2 separate regions of the Gossypium hirsutum genome follow, and region 1 is linked to region 2. A link is a contact called in public Hi-C data. All regions are on one chromosome and are shown on one strand. Each heading gives the region's core, a stretch centred on a gene start, on an enhancer-like site or on the middle of the called end of the contact. The rest is flanking DNA. Distances are from core to core; before and after follow the strand shown. Region 1 holds the start of LOC121224634. Region 2 has its middle 3.2 kb from the start of LOC107947401.

What was found. A called contact is a pair of places that touch in the nucleus more often than the background predicts.
Region 1: a Hi-C map of leaf shows a contact between it and region 2, with 2.4 times the contacts expected there. The contact joins the promoter of LOC121224634 here to the enhancer-like site in region 2. A contact is called at or near these places in 8 of 34 Hi-C or Micro-C datasets (hypocotyl, leaf and petal).

What each region holds. Positions count from the first base shown.
Region 1 is chrD12:3,846,934-3,850,483 of Gossypium_hirsutum_v2.1, forward strand. LOC121224634 reads right to left here and starts at 2,092. Exons shown (of 5, transcript XM_041108251.1): 1 at 1,604-2,092; 2 at 1,435-1,514; 3 at 567-685; 4 at 248-324; 5 at 1-150. The coding sequence starts at 1,835. The coding sequence ends at 125.
Region 2 is chrD12:3,811,923-3,815,330 of Gossypium_hirsutum_v2.1, forward strand. No RefSeq gene overlaps it. Among protein-coding and RNA genes, the nearest start is that of LOC107947401, 3.2 kb to the right of the region's middle. Within about 2 kb of position 1,304, at least 1 of the 9 cell types and tissues checked has an H3K27ac peak or open chromatin away from gene starts, as enhancers often do. A contact at or near this core is called in leaf, where this site is marked.

The DNA.
Region 1 (3,550 bases), core at 842-3,341, 36 kb after region 2:
ACACAGCCATAACATGCAAACATTCAAATAAACAACCAAGCAATCTATATTTACATACAGTGCTACAAGCAAACAAATCGATTCCATGACTAATGGTTTCTCAAGTTAACCATTGCCTTTGCCACTATATCAGTGATTCATCTCCAGCTTCTGCCGAGTTATAAAAACAGAATGTGTCAATCATTCAAAGTTTCCAAGGAATACAAATGAAATAGAACTAGTGGACTCTATTGATTAGGGTTAGTACCTTTCCCAGGTACGATTATGACAGGTGCGGATTTGCAGTTGTGGAAGCAATACTCGCTTACACTTCCTTGAAATACACTGCAAAGGTATGAATATGATGAGAGAAGAGCAAGGAATAATGGAGTCATTTAGTTTTTCCATGTATTTGGAGGATATTTTAAGGCATAGCCACATACTCATGTGTAGATATACGTCCAACACAGGTGTTAAACATAAGAACATTCAGAAAAGTGAAGAACCGGAGCAACATATGGCAAAGTAAAACAAGCACCAGCATCTATATAGAAAGATGTAACATGAAATTGAGGATTAAATCAGACCTTTGACTTAAGCTTCTACCACGAGTTCCCATAACCACTGCTGCTGGCTTCAACCTCTCTGCTTCCTTGCAAATTACCTTACCAGCATCCCCTTCAACTATTCGAGCTTGAGTCCTCACCTAATTCGAAGAAACTATAAATTTCTGAAAATCCAAACACCAAATAATTTTGACTCTCAAAGCTATATTGGAACTAGGGGCATGCAAAGGAAACACTACCCTAAGGTTTAATTCAATTATAATGTATAAATGCCAAAACCAACAGATAATTGTGTACTCTAACTAGCATATCCCGTTGAAAAATTAAAAACAATCTGTTCATATTGATCATCTTAAACCTTTAAATAGCTAAAACAGTGAACCATCTTGACATTTGACAGAATATTCGAAAGGCTATGGACCAACGAGGGTTCTTTTATACATGTATACCAAAAAAAAAAGACATGCACTTTTTGCGCCTTGGAGGGTTTATTCCTTGCACCATTGACGACACTGACATTGATCAATTTAAAACTTTAGGTGCAAATAGGAGATCAAATCATGGTTCAAGATTTTAGTTGGTCAATGTTGTTGATTTATATTTGAAGTTTGGACGTACCCTATAAATGCTATTAAAAGTTCTAGAAATGAAACTAACCAACCTCTATTTTGCATTATGCACCTAAACATATGTAGATATTACAATTGATTCCATGGAAATTGTCAGTAATCCGAATATATCAATGTACTCATCTATGGAAATAATAGACACAACGATGGATGGCTCAATAATCAACCTAAGTTAAAATGTCCACACAACAGACATAATGATCTCGCAATAACAATTCCATACTAATGATGCAAATGATAATAAAAGATGAAGAACTAACCATGGCAACCTCAAAAGCCTCGACAGCTAACTTCTCCATAAGAGCTTGACTAGTTTCATAAACCACATCGTTTCTGACACCTATAAAGAAAAAAACCCAGAAAGGAATTTGAGAAATAAGTAAGATAATAATCTAGAAATCGATTATTTTCCATGACATAAGTTATAACTGGAAACAGCATGGACAAGATGGATGGTATCAGCAAGCCTGAGGAAGTGAATAAGAGCCCAATCAAAGGCGTGTTTGCTCTTGGGACCGTGATCAATAGCAATGAGTATATCTCGGCCTCTCCTTCTCTCCCCTGTTTCCCTCTCTAGTGCTGGCTCTGGGACTACTGGGATCAGCGAAGGCAAATTTACTTCTCTGTAATTGTACTCTTCATCTTCCATCACCGTCTCCATTTTCTTGATTAATTCCCAAAATGAAAGAAAATAGAAATCTTGTTTTCGTTTCTGAATTCGGGTTTTCCTGGATTTTGTTTGATTTGCTAGAGTTTCGTTGTTGGAAGAAGATGAGTTGAAATATGAGATCGAACTTTTGAATTGTAGCCGCCATAGACGGGCGCATGAATTACGTGTTTCAATTTTGAAACCGTGTCGTGTGACTAGTCATAGATTAGGCAGGTTTTCCAGTAAGAAAAGTAGCTTGGTACCACCCATGCTTCCCTTGATTATTTATTCTTTTTATAATATATTTAGGGCATGTTTGGAGAGTAAATTAATTAGATGAAAGTGTAATTATTAGTATACTAATTATTAAGGTAGTTTTTGTAATTACGAAGAATTATAATTCTTTAGTCGTGTTTGATTAACAGAGTGTAATTATATCGTAATTTCTCATATAATGTTTGATAGTAAAAGTTGTAATTACAAAGTTATAGCATTTATATTTTTAAAATATTAATTACTATAAAAATTATTAGTATGATAAAAATAATTTTTAAGATAATTTTTTTTAAACAAGTAGCAAAAATTATATGTTATGTTAGTATAAAAAAATAGTTGATAATATGATAACTAATAAAAATAACAAGAAAAGTAAATATCATATGCAATTTTATCTAATTGCTATGGTGCATGTTTATTGGGTTATTCCCTCTTTAATATTTAACATGTACTCCTTATCATTATATGTTGGTCCTTAACCAAGTCATCATCATCTGAATTTGAATCCGCATCATTAAAATTATCAAGATCTCTTTCTTCCATGTACTCTATGCAGTATGGATCGTCTCAATTCCCTCTATGGTTGTAGTTATGAAACATACAACATGCTAGTAAGATTCAACCTTGATTTTTATGCTATACTAAGATAATGTTAATATGAGAAATGTTTTTTAAAACAACAATTGTCTTATCAACTACATTTCGAAACATTGAATGTTTAAAATTAAAGAGCTTGTGAGTTGTCTATGGTGTTTGTGTTTGGCACTGTTTTCTCAAATGGTATCAAACCTCACGATATCGTGCAAGAGAACCTTTTCTATTTTCATAATTAGCATCAACCTTATAATATATGAGTTTATAGTCCAAATTAGATTTGATCATGGGCTGGACCACCCACCTAGGCCCGAAGTTCTGCTCGAAAAGTGGGAGGATTTCGACAAAAATGTAGGCCCAAAAAATGGGCTTGGACAAAAAAGGTTGTTTTTTAAACGGGCTAGGGCTCGGTAGGATTTTTTGGCCCGGGATCGACTCTAATCAGCTTATACTTTTTTTTCTATTGTTGTTTGTTGTTGTTTTGTTGCCATTTCGATATTATATTGCTACTATTTTGTTGTCATTGTTTTGATATTGTATAACTATTGTTTTATTGTTAATTTTGCTACTATTTTAGAGGCACTTGCTTGTTAAGTTGCAACTATCTTAGTATTTTTTTAATTATAGTTTTTTTTAAATGTATTTTCAATTTGTTGAAAAATATTATTTTAATGTTTTTAGTGTATTTAAAATATTATATTTTTTAAATTTGTTTTATATAAAAAACTTAATACAGACGAGTTGGATCAGGCTTGGATTTAGCATTTTTAATTTGGGCCAGACTTGGACAAAATTTTAAGCTCATTTTTTGGGTCAGACCGGGCCCGAGCATAGAAATGGGCCTAAAATTTTACATC
Region 2 (3,408 bases), core at 54-2,553:
AAAGTAAAATATAGATATTACTTAACTAGAATTCTAAGTATCTTAATTATCACTTAACTAATATTAGATTTAATTAAAAAATTAATAGAAATACCAGGCATGCTTTATTGAAAAACCAAAAGTAATAATAAACTGATCACCCATAAATGTAACCCAAATAGAAAAATTAAATTATAATTATAAACTATTCTCATCAAATTTAGTAAATTTTTTTATTTTTTAAATAGAAAAAATGCGAATTAGTTTATATTTTTTTAGCTTTAGTACATTAGGTAAAATATATTTACTTTAATAATAAAATAAAAGGGCTTTTATGAGTAAAAATCATAGATTAAGAGCTTATTTAACTACAAAAATAAGTTGAGAGCTTGTTTATTAAATAAAAAAGTGAGTTGAAGGAGAATAAAAGGAAAATAATAAATAAGGAGGGCTTAGAAGGCAATTAGTCACGTTTCAACTTTAGTGCCGCCACACCCACAGGCGGCACCAATTCACTTTCAAAATTTAAAATGGTAAATTTGCATGTGAGGTCCTTGAAACTACATATCATTACATTTTAGTCCTGTGCCGCCTATGAAAAAGGCACCATCGGTGCCACCTATCGAAAAGGAACCTTTGGTGCCGCCTTTCCATTACCCTCCTTCAGCCTTTTTTTTATTATTTTGGTAAAAAAATTATTTCTTTTGTATTATTTTAGTAAAAATCCCTATTAATGTAGTGTTGGGTTGTGAGAAGTGAACTAATATATAGAAATTGGTGGCAGAGGATACATGTTTTGTGGGGAAAGAATGACAAGATTTTTGAGGTGAAGAATGCCCGCTACTTGCAAAGTAAGTACACATTTATGATTTAGTTTGTTGTTGAAAGGAGGAATGAGGGTTGTGATTGTTGACAGGCAAATAGGGGAGAAAGCGAGTGTAGAGTACATAGACAAGTCAGGACATATCGTTCAACTTGAAAGGCCATTCAAGTACAACAGCTGCCTCAACAAAATCCTGCCTTCTCTCTACCCGACTTCAGATCCATAAATCTAGCATTTTAACCATGTCTTTACATTGTTTTTCTTTTCTTAGTTTCTCTTTATTATTTATTATTATTATAATAAATTTAAAGCAAAACAGAGTATACATTTAGGTTTCCATTAGATATTTCTTCCCATGCAAATAATTTCTTAATTTACGTACGATACAAATTGTACAAACCCAAAAATTTGCCCAGGGCCCAATTGCAAAATAAATACCCAAAGCCCACCTAAACCTAACCCAGCTACCAGCTCAATACACCCCCAGAGCCCAATACATTAAAGCCCAACCAGCCCAATTTCCCCCCAAAAAAATCAGGCTAGGGTTTCAGAAAAGACACCCTAGCGCCGTACCTAGGCACTGCCGCCCCTTGACTTTCGGCCTTCTGACGCTGCCACCGTCCCATCGGCGCCGCCCGCAGTCACGTCGACCCACCACTTGCGCCGTCACCTGCAAGGAAGAAAACAAAGAAAGCAACCAAACAACAGAAGAAAAATAGAAAATAATAGAAAAATGTAATTTTTGGGCTATAAAAAGCCAGAGATTATCAGTGTAAGGGCTTCGGCTTCCCCTATTTTACAAACATTTTGAGAAATCAAAAGCAAACAAAACCATTGAAGGTGATTTTTGCCTTTTACTCCTCTGTTCTTCTTTCACTTTTCATAAAAATAATCTTTATTTTCGATTTTTTTCTTTTAAAAATAAAAAAAAGGGACTTACCGAGCCGACCGCAACCTCGCCGTCGGAGGGTTTCTTCTCCGTGTCCGATTCGGGCCTAAGGGAGATTGAAGCCCTCTTTTCTTCGGTCTGGCGAGTCGAGCGAGCATGACTCTCAAGGATGACTTTTAACGAAGGCTGAAAAACCTGTTCTGTGCGACGTCGGCCTTGGGTCACGGCGACAGAGCGGCGGTGGCCGGAGGGTTGAGAGAAAAAGAAAAGTTTCTGAAGTTTTTTTTAAAAAGATGGTGGCTAAAATGAGGGTATCAGAAAATTTGGGTTTAAATACCCAAATTGAAACGGCGCCATTTTGAGACGCCCCTGACCCGCGCGGTGACCCGACACAGGGGGAGGATCCGCGCGTTTTCTAAAAATGGGATATTTTTGCAATAAGTCCATCCACTTTTGTGGTGTGTTCAAGGCGGTTTCTTTATTTTTTTTACAATTTTGGCCACAAATTTTCGCATCCGTTTCAATTTAGTCCAGGAACAATGCGCCTGGGCCTTGGTAGAACGGCGCCGTTCGATTAATAGGGATAATTTCCTAACTGGCCACTCTATTTTTCGCGCGCATTACATTTTGATCCCTTACTCTGTTTTATTTTTGATTTCGGCCCTGAGATTTCGTTTCCATTTTAATTTAGTCCTTTTTTTTGTTTTTTTATTTCGATTTTGCCCAGTACTTTTGTTTTTATCCCTATTTAGTCCATCTGTTTTATTGTTGTATTTTATTTTTATATTTATCTGTTTACTATTCTATTTTTATATCATATTGTTATTTTTGTAATATTATTACTTATTATTATTATTATAATTGGTCTTATATATATACGTGTATTTCTTTTTATATATACATATATGTTTCTATATATTTACATACATACTATTTGTAATATATATATGTATACATATACACTTACTTTTTTATAATTTATTTATACACGCATATATTTATAATAATGTACATATTTCTAGTTTTTATAAATAATACATATTTTTACATATATATGTTTTTATTACTTCTATTTTCATAATTTATATATATACCTATATATATAAATATTATAATGTTATTCACTATTATTGTTTCATTTGGTGTTAATTTATTTATTTATTTACATGCGCATTATTATTTTTATTTTATTTAAGTGCTTTAATTTTTTTATTTACTTTTATTTGTTGATTTCTTTTCATTATATATTTGCCATTTTATTTATTTATCTTTTCTTATTTTACTTGTGTTATTTACATTATCATTATTATCATTATCTTACATTTTACTCGGATTTATCAAGAATAAAATTTTTAAAATAAGGTAATGTTTTGCGTTTGGGAAATTCGAGAAAACGTGCCCTAAGCTGCTGGATGTCGATTTTTCTCGTTCAACCAAATGGCTAAATATACTTTTAAAAAATTTTTAAAATAAGGCAATGTTTTGCGTTTGGGAAATTCGAGAAAACGTGCCCTAAGGTGCTCGGTGTCGATTTTTCTCGTTCAACCAAATGACTAAATATCCTTTTAAAAAATTTTAAAATAAGGCAATGTTTTACGTTTGAGAAATTCGAGAAAACATGTCTTAAGGTGTTGAGTGTCGATTTTTCTCATTCAACCAAATGGCTAAATATTCTTTTAAAAATTTTAAAATAAGGCAATGTTTTGCGTTTGTGAAA